Regions from separate parts of the Oryctolagus cuniculus genome. Here region 1 is linked to region 2. A link is a contact called in public Micro-C data. All regions are on one chromosome and are shown on one strand. The core of a region is the stretch at or near the end of the contact, and the rest is flanking DNA. Distances in the headings are between cores, read along the strand shown. Region 1 overlaps CDK14 (cyclin dependent kinase 14). Region 2 holds the start of FZD1 (frizzled class receptor 1).

Evidence for each region. Hi-C and Micro-C count contacts between places; a contact is called where the count stands out from the background.
Region 1: a Micro-C map of ear pinna shows a contact between it and region 2, with 4 times the contacts expected there. The contact joins the enhancer-like site here to the promoter of FZD1 in region 2. A contact is called at or near these places in 2 of 6 Hi-C or Micro-C datasets (ear pinna and skin fibroblasts).

The regions. Positions count from the first base shown.
Region 1 is chr16:44,514,605-44,520,338 of mOryCun1.1, forward strand. The region is part of intron 11 of CDK14 (cyclin dependent kinase 14); the gene reads right to left. Among named protein-coding and RNA genes, the nearest start is that of FZD1, 190 kb to the left of the region's middle. Within about 2 kb of position 4,422, at least 1 of the 8 cell types and tissues checked has an H3K27ac peak or open chromatin away from gene starts, as enhancers often do. A contact at or near this core is called in ear pinna, where this site is marked.
Region 2 is chr16:44,330,786-44,336,637 of mOryCun1.1, forward strand. FZD1 (frizzled class receptor 1) reads right to left here and starts at 1,596. Exons shown (of 1, transcript XM_008261754.4): 1 at 1-1,596. The coding sequence starts at 1,085.

The DNA of each region.
Region 1 (5,734 bases), core at 3,172-5,671, 190 kb after region 2:
AAGCAAATACATTTCTCCTGCAGGAGACAAAGGAGATGGGGAGAAGAGGAAGCCAGAGAGACTTGAAGCTGGTTTGGAGGAGGAGGTGGTGGTGTGAACAAGCATGTGGGCGGCCTTAGGGAGCTGGTCCAGGCTCCTGGTCAACAAGAGCGAGGGAATGGAGATCTCGGCCACAGCTCCCAAAGGAACTGAATCCTGCCAATAACCCGAATCAGCCTGGGAGCAAGTTCTCACCTCTGATCATCCAGAGGGGAGCACAGGGTAGCCTACACCTGGATTATGACCTCGAAGTCCCACAGCAAAGAAAGCAGTCCACGCTGCCTTTTGCTGTACAGAACCCTGAGACAACACAACTGCGGCTATTTGTTTCCTCAGTCATGGATACACACACCCTATTTTGAGAGAAGTGGGAGAACCTTTTCAGTTCACCATCGCAGAATCTGTGTTGGGGAAGAGTTCAAGAAAGCCCAAACTCCAAGCTTGTCCTTTTGGGGAAATGAGCCGTGCACCTGCCCCTGGAAGCTGGGTGTTGGGTTTATTCCTTCAAGAGCTGCACAGCGGAAGGAAGGTGTTAGCTGCAGAGAAGCGTGCACTTTTAGATGAAGAGTGCAGCCCATAATCTGAAAGGATGAAAAACAACGGCTGTTGCCAACTCCCAAGCCTGGCACGAACTGCCAATTAGTAAGAGAGAGGATGGATATTTTCTGTCTGTCAGAAGGCGAACAAAAAACTCATGCCCGACAGATAACAGACAGCATGGGGCCTGCCCTCGGCCACCACCAAGGGTTATGAATGACAGCAAACTCCTTGCTGCACAAAGAAAGACACAGATGAGAAAGCTGGCAATGACACAAAAATGATAGGAGACAAGCTCCTGGGGGCAGCGGAGTGGGTGGAGCAGGGACCGCGCTTGCCAGTAGGGAGCGAGTGGGTGGCTGGCAGACCTGTCATCTCTGGCACACACTGTCACAAGTGGTGCCCTCCCCGGCAGTGAGGAAGGACAGGCCTGGCCTGCAGGGCTGGATGCTCACAGATCATGTTCCCCAGGATAGAGGATGTCAGGTTTCCGCCCCAGTTCTCCCTCTGAATAAAATCTGGCCTGGGAATGATGTCAGTCCCCAGAAGAGACCTTCCAACCCAAAGTTGTAGTGAGAACAAAGTAAAACCAGAGAGTGACAAGCCCACGTAAGTATCAGGCTCTTTAAGCGGGTAACAATGCTTTCACAAGGTCCCCGGTGGGGCACATATTCTAAGTTGTTGTTTACAATTGCATTGATCACCTGACCTCATTGAGCATGCTTTTTTAAATTTTAAGCTACACAACAAGGATGACAATACTGTCTCTGACTACCTTTAAAGAGTGCTAGAGGAATCTACATTTTGCCCAGTGATTAAGAGGCTGATTAAGATGCCTGTATCCCCTACAGAGAGCCTGGGTATAATTTCTGGCTCCGGCTTCTTACTCTAGCTTCCCACAGCGCACACCATGGGAGGCATCCAGGTGATGGCTCAGGTAATTGGGTTCCTATCACCCATATAGGAGAACTGAATCGAGTCCCTGCCTCCCAGCTCTACCTCCCCCCACCACCCCACAACCCAGCTGTTGCTAGCATTTGAGAAGTGAACCAAAGAATGGAAATGTTCTCTCTCTCTCTTAAACAAACAAGCAAATAAATAATTAGATAAATGGAGTGACTATTGTAAATGACATGTGGGGGTATGATAATAGCCTGAAAGCACATCTTATATTGCAACAGTTATCAAAATATTAATTATCATCACTACCACCATCACAAGACTACACTGATGGAGCAGCAAGTATGTGTTAGGCCTTTGACTAGGTATGTTTCAAAGGACCCCACATTTATGCTGCTGCTATGTTGAGAGGTAGGGCTAGGCCTTTGGCGAACGTACCACTGTGGGGAGCAATTCGGACTAGACTAAGTTACTGGAATTAAGACTTATTCTATGCATCTGCTCTCCCACAATATGGCGCTGGGAGAGGAGGAAACAGCTTCTACACAGCTGCCTCCAGTTCAACCAATAAACAGCAGGACCTGCTCCTGATTGGAGGAGAGCAGCATACTCGGCGTGTGGGTAGCAGAGTTGGGATTGGTGGAAGAGGACTATAAAGGAGGAGAGAGACAACATGCACCAGGAACATCTATCTGAAGGAACACCTGAGGAACATCTGAGCAGCCCCCGAGAGCCGGCCGGCAGTGTGCCGCTCCCCTGCGGAAGTGGGGAAAGTGGCAGGGGTCCCGCCCCTCCACGGAGGTGGAGGGACGGTAGCTAACCCGGGAAGAACCAGCAGCAAACCCGGGGAGGGCCGAGCAGACAAAAGAACAGCGCAGGGTTTAGTATCGTTCCTCCACGAAGAGGGGGAGCGACATACCACCTTTCTCTCGATGGCTTCTTCTTTGTCTTCCTGTGTCACTTGACAGATCTTGATTCTGTCCTCTTTGAGGTTTTCTAGGTCTCCCATCAGAGCCTGGGATGCATCTCCTGTTAGGCCCTCCTCCTTTCCCTTTCAAGCATCCAATCTTCTGGTTCCTGGAATAACTGCCCTCCCTTAGGTAGCAAGGGGTTTAGTGGCTCTGATTAACATCACAGCTGTGTTAACGCCTGCAGCAACTGAACTAATGATTTGCTCTTATGAAAACGAATTAGCTCTGTGGTGTAAACTTTCAAGCAAGCAGCTGGGTCTTTGGGGGCCTCCAAATACCATGTGCAGGTATCCAAGGTTAGGTGAGAGATCTGCTGGGACGTGCTGATCCCTGTGTTGGAAACTATGATTTCAAGGGTGAGGAACTGCAGCCCACGAAGGCTTCTAATGCAGGCCTCATACCCACAAGGCTGGGCAATCGACGAGGCAAGAGGCTGCAATTCTAAAGTGTCTGCTGCTGAACACATCATCCCAATAAACCTGTTTCCCCCCCAAAAGTAAATCAATGATGTATCGAATAATTTCTTTGAAAATATTACAAGGAGAAGTCTCTAGGCACTAAATAAATTAAAACTGTTACTTTGATGTAAATAGAATTATAACAAAAATGAACAACAATGAAAAAAGTAGAAGTGGGGGAATGATTTTAAGATCTGACTCAAATCAACTGTGCCCCCTAGTGCCGTAACAGGGTCCTTGCCTTCCTCTCTAACTTGCCTCGCAATACATTATTATGTCAGACAATTTTAGATCAACTGAGAAAAGGGCAGAGTGGAAAACAAGGTCTTTCAGTTTCTTGAGAAGGCACTGACTTAAATCTTATGGGGCTACATCAGCCATGATGACTAGAAAAATGCAATGGAGAACCAGCGACACACTCATTATCCCTTCAAATTACATTCTGAATATACTGAGTTTTATGCACATATAACATCACTATCTATCAAGTTATCAAACATCAAACATCAAATCAGATAAAATGTTCATGGAAAATCCAAGAGCACTAAATTGAAAACAATTCTAAATATCCTAAATTAGGATTTGTGGCTTAGCAGGTGCATTCAGACATAGTAGATAAATGTTTTCTTCTCGGCTTTTTGTGTTTCCCAAAAGCCAAGCTTTATCACAATGCTTACATATTTGCCATACGCTTAAAATATCAATTTTGATACATTCTTAGGAGAAATGCAGTTGCACTCAACTAGCAGAAGGATTATGGGCAGAAGCAGAGTGGGGCGGGGCAAGCAGGAGGAAGGGTTACCCAGCACCACAGAGCTTGTTGGCCCTTTCACTTCACCAGCCAAGAGTTCTGTCTTCAGCAACCTTGTGGTTTGATCCTCAGTTCTCTTTCTGATACTTTCAAACCTCCCAAATTGTTCAGCGGTTCAGAAGTTCCAAAACAAGCAAATGTGTTCCTGGAATCTTACCCTTGACTGCGCTGGAGAGCATTTTCTAAGGCTTCCTCTGCAGCCAAAATAATAAAAGATCTTTTAAGTGGCTGAAATTCTTGGTTGATTGCACATACATGCCAATGTCAGGCAACTATAAATAGAGAGATTTGGAGGAGAAATAGGGAGAGTCTTTATAACTCAATGAAATCAAATGGAATGTTTTGAAGGCAGGCAGAAAACAAGACGTGTTTTTATAAAATTAAGACTTGTCTCCCTTTTATCCAAAATCCCCTTATGCAGGAAGAGCCCGCATGGTTCATGCACTTCCAGGATAAGGGAATAAAAGGGCTTCTTTATTGATACAAATTTATTATTCTCAATACTATAATTGAGCTTTTCTCTATACAATATCCTTTTGAGTTTGGATGTCTGTTGGATCATTCGAAAATTTCCCCCATTACTGCTTTGTCTTGTCAGAACATTTAAAAAACAACTCTCAAAGGACAGAATCTCACCCATGGTTGCTGCCGGGAATGAACTCAGCAGAGTGCTACATGGGTGTTACCCAGGGCAAGCGTGGCCCCCAAGTAAACCGGGTCACGTGCTCCAGCCGTGAAAAGCACTCACAGGTCCACAGCTCAAGCTACTGCTGCTCTCCAAGTGGCCTAACCTGTCTGCTGGCTGTAAGAGCTGGGCTAACGGGTATTTATCAAGGCACAGGTACTTAACTTTGAACAGTCACCCACCCATCTTATATTAACCTATATAAATAGGATTCAAATTAGTTCTTGCAAATTAGTTCACTTTATTTGGAACCTGTACCGGAGAATTTACCAATTACTTCAGTTTATTAATTGTGCTGTAGGACAGACAAATTAGTTAGCGGCAATGGGGGAAAGCGGCGTTTGTTTAACGGTCTTTTAATGTGGTTCTCTCGACTCCAGATCGCACTCCTCAAGTGGGAGACGTCGGAATGTCGATGACGGCTGCAAGGTCGATTTGGAGGAAGAATCAATAGCAGAATTAATCTCTCAGAATTCTCGGTTCTCTAACGTTGGCTGGAGGCTATAGCTTGGCTCCAAAGATTCAACACTTAATACTGCATCCCAGAAAGTAATGTTTTAATAATATGCCTAGTGATGATGTTATTACTTGGTGTTTCTGAATTGAAGCCTTAAGGCAACAAAAAATAGGACTTGTGGGAACTTCAAAATAGTCATGAAGATGGCTACTAAACAAGCCATGTTCATAATTTTAAAGTCTTATCTCAAGTCTGGCCTTTAATATTTTCCCTAAAATATTTAAAATGTAATCTGACGGTAGGGTTCAGTTTATTAGATGTCTCTGAATTAATCCTGATGATAAAATCTACAATTCCAATGCTTTATTCCCCATAAATGCTGAGAGGCCTTCAAACAGTCCATGGGAATTGAGCATTACGAAGAAACCATGCATGGATTCAAGTGTTTTTGGAACCAAAATAAACTCATTTTAATAACAATATTTTTGGCTGAAAGGCAGAGAGTGACAGAGAGAGGGAGAGACAGACAGACATTCTTCCATCTACTGGTTTACTCCCCAAATGCTCACAATAGCTAGAGTTAGGTCATGCTGCAGCCAGGAGCCAGGAATTCCATCCAAGTCTCCCCAGTAGGAGGGAGGACACTGAGCCACCTTCTGCCCCCTCCCAGGATGCACATTAGCAGGAAGCTAGGTTAGAGGCATGGGTACCTGGGATCCAAACCACACCCTCCAATGTAGGACGCAGGCATCCTAAGTAGCACAACAACCTCTGTCCCTAAACGCACAAACTCATCTTTTAATTCCATTTCCATGGACTTTAAAAAAAATTTATTATTTGAGAGAGAGAGAGTGAGAAACAGAGATCTTCCATCTG
Region 2 (5,852 bases), core at 346-2,845:
GGCCGCTCCGGGTAGCTGAAGCGCCGCATGTCCACCAGGTACGTGAGCACCGTGAAGAGCGTGGAGGCGCAGCACAGCACCGACCAGATGCCGACCCAGGTGCGCGAGAAGCGCAGCTCCTCGGGCCCGAAGTACATGAGCCCGTACACCTTGGTGGGCTCGCAGGGCGCGCCGCAGTCCTTCTCGCCCAGGAAGTGGTAGTTGAGGTAGGCGGGCACCTTGAGCGCGCGCGGGCAGGAGAACTTGCCGCGCTCCGCCGCGCCCGCGCCCCCGGCGGAGCCGCCGCGGTGGCCCGCGCCGCCGTGCTGCGGGTTGCTGGTCCAGAACTCGGGCAGCAGCGACGGCGTCGGCGTGCCCTTGTCGGACGTGTTCTGGCCCACGCACAGCTCGCCCGCGCCGTGCACCGGGAACTTCTCGCACTTGAGCGTCTCGGGCCACTGGAAGCCGAACTTGTTCATGAGCGCCTCGCAGCCCTGGCGCGCGCGCTCGCACAGGGAGCGGCAGGGCGGCAGCGCCTGCTCCAGCACGGTGCACACGGGCGCGTACATGGAGCACAGGAAGAACTTGAGCTCGGCCGAGCACTGCACCTTCACCAGCGGGTAGAACTGGTGCACCTCGAGGCCCGCGTCCTCCTGGTTCGTGTGGCCCAGCAGGTTGGGCATGATGGTCTGGTTGTACGCGATGTCCGTGCACAGCGGGATGGAGATGGGCTGGCAGTAGCCGTGGTCCGGGATGGAGATGCCCCGCTCGCCGTTGTACTGCTGCGCGCCGCCCTGCTGCTGCTGGGGCGGCGGCGGCGGAGGCGGCGGCGGCGGGGGCTGCTGCCCCGGCCCGGGCCCCTGGCCCGCCGCCTGCGCGCGGACCCCCAGCAGCAGCGGGGCCTCCAGCAGCCAGAGCAGCAGCAGCAGCAGCCGGCGGGCCAAGCGCCCGGGGTCCGCCGAGGGGCGGCGCGATCGACGGGGCCGGCGGGGGCCGCCCGCGTCCCCGCTGCCCGCCTCGGCCGGCCCGGCCCGGAGCGCCCCGGCGCAAAGTTCCCGGCTCGCTGCGGCGGCCCGGCACTTCTTAGGCGCCTCCTCCTCAGCCATACTTTCTGGGCTCCTTTCTCCGCGCCGCTCGGCTGGCAGTGGCGCGGCCGGCGGCGGCGGCGGCAGCGGCGGCGTCCCCTGCGTCCGGGGAGACCCGGTCCCCGCCGGTGCCGTCCGTCGAGCCCGAGCCGCGCTCGGCCCGCTCCCCCGGCTCCCGCTCCGCGTCCCGCAGCCGCCGCCGCCGCCGCGGAAACTTGCGGTTCATGAAGCGCGGGCGGCGGGGAGAGCCCGGGTGGCTCGGGCGCGCCGGGGTCGCGTCCCGCCTTGCTGGCCCTCGGCTCCCTGGCTCCCGGCTGGCGGCGCCGCGCTAGTGGCCTGGGCCCCGTGCAGCGCGCAACTCCCCGCAACCCAGCGGCCTCGGCTCCCCCCTGCGCCTCCGCCTCCTTCTCCGCCGCCGCCGCCTGACCATTTGTGTCAATCCCTCAACTCGCTGCCTCTCCTCTCCCTCGCGCGCCCTCCGACCGGTTTCCAGGCGCCCCGCAGTCTGTCTTTCACCAGGAGGGAGGAGCCTTGAAACCGACGCGGAACTGGAGGCTCAGGGACCGTCGCCCAATCGCGGCACCGGTTTCCCGACGCAGAGGGAGCCCGCCGCCTACTCGCCCAGCACACGCCGGCGGCGGCGGGCGGGCGGGCTGGCGCGCGGGAGGAGGCGGCGGCGGCGGCAGGGGGAGGAGGAGGAGGAGGAGGAGGAGGAGGAGGAGGAGGAGGAAGTAGTGGTGGTAGCAGAAGCAGCGCTGAGGCACAAAGAGTGGGTTTGCTAGGAAGCGGCATAGGCTTGCTTGCGCTCGCCTTTGCGAATGGCCCCGCAGGCTGCGGGAGAAAAAGCACAAGAAGCGGCGGGCGGAGCGGGGGCCGAGCTGGGCTCTGCTGGGACCGGTGTCCGTGCTTAGCGTCCTGCCCTGGACGCTGGTCAGCGGCAGCACGCGGGGGCGTCGCCGGCGGGCGGCTGCCTCGGCCCGCGTGGACCCGGAGCGCCGTTCCGAACCCCCGCCGCGGAAGTTCGCGGATCCCGGACGCACATGCAAACTTGGATGGTGTCTGGGAAGTCAAGCCATGGGCGCCCCTTCCGCCGCTTTCTCCTGGCAGCCCAACTCCTCGAGACAGGAGCAGAAGCAGAGAAAAACCCTTGGGGGCCCCGCGGGTAGCGGAGTCGAGCGCCGGGGGGCTTGGGGGCAGGGGCCGCTGCTCAGAGCCTGCCCGAGCCCCTGCCTGCACCGCCGGGTCCGGGGTCTTTGACGGGGGCGCGGAGCTGGGGACGCCAGTCCAAAACCCAGGTGTCTGGAAACAAAAAAGCACGACTCACCCCAGACCCACTCGCGCCGTCGCAGCAGTGCCCACCCTTGCTTCTCGGGCAGTGACCTTGTGATGGGCTCATTACGTGACGGCTGAATCCGCGAAGTGCCGTTGTGTGCGTTAGCTGTGCTCCCGAGGAGGACGGGGGGTGGAGGTCTCCAGTCACTGTCTATCGTTCATAGATGGATGGTCCACTCATTTAGAGACTTAGCAGGCTCCCAACCTGCAGCACGCAGACCTAGGAGATAAGAGAGGCACGGTCCAGACAGGGAGGGCTGCATAGCGCGGCAGGGCCAGGGAGCCTACTGCGGTCCCCTAACTTCTGTCCCAGAGACAGAGGGCTCAGGGGCCACAGCCAGCAGAGGGGATAGGGAGGGTGCTGAAGACGGGCAGGCGCTTAGGTTGTGAAAGGGCCAGGGGAGGTGAGCGTTCCCGGGCTGAGGAAGCAGGAGAAAAGGCTGGAGTTCATAGCAGGAAGTTTGGACCAAATTATAGGGACAATAGGGAGCTATGGATGGCTGCTTTCCCCCTGGGCGAGCAGTGAGCAGCGCAGGTCACTGCTTGGCCAGGTGTTACTTGGAGGCAGGCCCACCAGCAGTTGGATTTCAGCACCATGCCTACTGGGGTTTTAAGGACGTGCAGTCGCATCTTTACCTGTTAAAACAAATTGAGGACTGTTTGTGTTAGATGCACGGTACTGGTTTTCAAATATTAATGGAGGGGTCGGCGCTGTGGCGTAATGGGTCTGCGGTACCGGCATCCCACATGGCCACTGGTTCTAGTCTAGGGGCTGCTCCTCTTCCAGTCCAGCTCTCTGCTGTGGCCTGGGAAAGCAGTGGAAGATGCCCAAGTCCTTGGGCCCCTGCACCCACGTGGCTCCTACATTCAACACGAACAACTACCACCACCCCAGATTCCTCTCTCCAAAGCCAGAGCATGTAGGGACCTTGGTGGAGAAGGCGGTACTTTTTCTTAGAGGAGGTGACGCGCTCCTGTTTCCCGAGTCTCTCTACTGAAAGTCTTGAACTTGTTTAATCTTCCACCCAGTGGTGCAGTTTCCCCATAGGAGCCTCAAGGGAGCAGCCAGAGTTAAAGGGGCTGGGGATGTCAATCCTACCAGATCACGGAACTGGAAGGTGCCAAAGACATCACCTAGGAACTCGTTTCTCTCCAGTTTACAACTAAGAACACAAGGCCCAGAAATGTTAAGGGACGTGCCTCAGGTGAAATAGCTTTTAAAATTTTTTTTGGCATAACTTTCATTTGATGCTTATTTTAATCCTTTCTATATTCTGTTGAGTAACCATGGTTCTTTTAATTTTTGAAGCCAATTTTCTGTCATTCTTCCTCAATACACTGCATTAAAAAAGACTTCATAATTTTTTTTTTTTTTGAGAAGTCATTTTCTGGGCCCATGTTGTGGCATAGTGGGTTGAGGCACTGCCTGCATTGCCAGCATCCCATATGGGCACCCATTCAAGTTCCAGCTGCTCCACTTCTGATCCAGCTCCCTGCTAATATGCCTAGGAAAGCAGTGGATGATGGCCCAAGTCCTTGGGCCCCTGCAGCCCCATGGGAGACCTGGAAGAAGCTCCTGGCTCCTGGCTTTGGCCTGGCCCAGCCATGGGTGTTGTGGCCTTTTGCAGAGTGAACCAGCAGATGGAAGACCCCTGTCTCCCCCTTCTCTGTAACTCTGCCTTTCAAATAAATAAAATAGATCATTTTTTTTCTTTTTAAAGTCATTTTCTAAGAGCTGCTTCCCATAGTTAAAAACCTACAAGGTCCTCTGTTTGAAGCAGTGGTTAAGGTGTTACCAGGAACACTGGATCCCCCCTTGGAGTGTCTGGATTTTGATCCTGGCATTGCTCCCCATTGTAGCTTCCTGTTAATACCCTGGGAGGGAGGCAGCAGGTGATGTGAGTGATCGGATTCTTCCATCCCCGTGGAAGACCCAGATTGAGTCATGATACCCTCCTGGCCCTGCCCTGGCTCTTGCAGGCATTTGGGGAGTGAATCTTCAGGTGGGAACTTGCTCCCTTTCTCTCTCCCTCTCTCTGGCTTTCAAATTAAAAACCATCAACAAAGCTGACTTTCTATTTATCTATCACATCAATACAGTATTCTGTTGATCAAATCTATGTGCCAGAAGGGAAGCTACTAGGGGCCGCCAATGTGGTGTAGTGGGTAAAGCCACCGCCTGTGATGCCAGCATCCCATGCAGGTGTTTATTCAAGTTCTGGCTGCTCTACTTCTGATCCAGCTCCCTGCTAATGTGCCTGGGAAATCAGCAGAAAATGGCCCCAGTACTGGGCTGTCTTCAGCCTGGCCAGCCCTTGCCATTGCCAGCCACCATCTGGGGGAGTGAACCAGCAGATGGAAGACTATAAATAAATAAATCTTAAAGGAAAAAAAAAAAGGAAGCAAGCGGTGCCTCTAGGAGCCGGTGTTATGGAAGGGGGCTTCTGGGAGGTGATGGAGGCGATGAGTAACAAAATGTTAGAAGAGAAATAGGAGTTGCATATTGTGACATTAGTCTAAAATACATTGGTTTGAGATGCGCAGATTACTAAGTATGAACTTGTATGAACTTGGGAATAAAAATATTTCAATTAGGTCAGACTGTAAACAGACCCTGGTTCCTCCTCAATATTGGAGTCAGGTTGCCGCTAAAGGCAGGTTGAATGTGGCTGACTACCAGATAGAGAATCAGTTCCCTGACAAACCTGTACAGCCGGGTGTGCACGGACACGCAAGCAGGTGCAACCGGAGGGACCTTAAACTTGTAGGTGTGCTCTTTTGTTACTGGCTTGTGGGTGTTGGGCTCCAGTTGTGTTTGTTGAATAACAGACAGTGTAAACACAGGTTAAGACTGTATTTTGGAGTAACTACCATATATATATATATATATATATATACACATATATACACAGTATGTATATATATATATACACACTGTCACTTAAACTGTACTTTGAGATGGGCAGAATTATCTCCTTTTAATGGATGAAGAATCTAGAGCTTAAAGCAGTTAAATCATTTGTCCAAGTTCTCATAGCTGTGAGTGCTAGAGCAGGCCTTGTGTCTTATTGAAGTCCATAGACATTCCATGAGTAACACTGAGTGCAAATGCCCACTCCTAAAATATAGCAGAAAATGTGGCTTTTCAGTACCTGTAACAGTGTTTCTTTAGCATTTAACATAGTTTTCTATACCAGGATATTCATGATATATGTGCCAGTGGTACAAACACCAGGGTTCACTGATGAGTTAGACCAGCATTTTCCAAATGTAAACATTCTGAGAAATGTAATAGATTTCCAAGGATGGCCAGTGGAATAAATTTGTTCAAATAAGTTTGGGAAAAGTCCATATTCTATATTCTTATTAGAGATTCACCTTAGACGATTAAAAGCTCTGAGAAATGCAGAAGTAAAGAACCTTTCTAAGCTTTGTCTTATCTAGCTGGTATTTCCC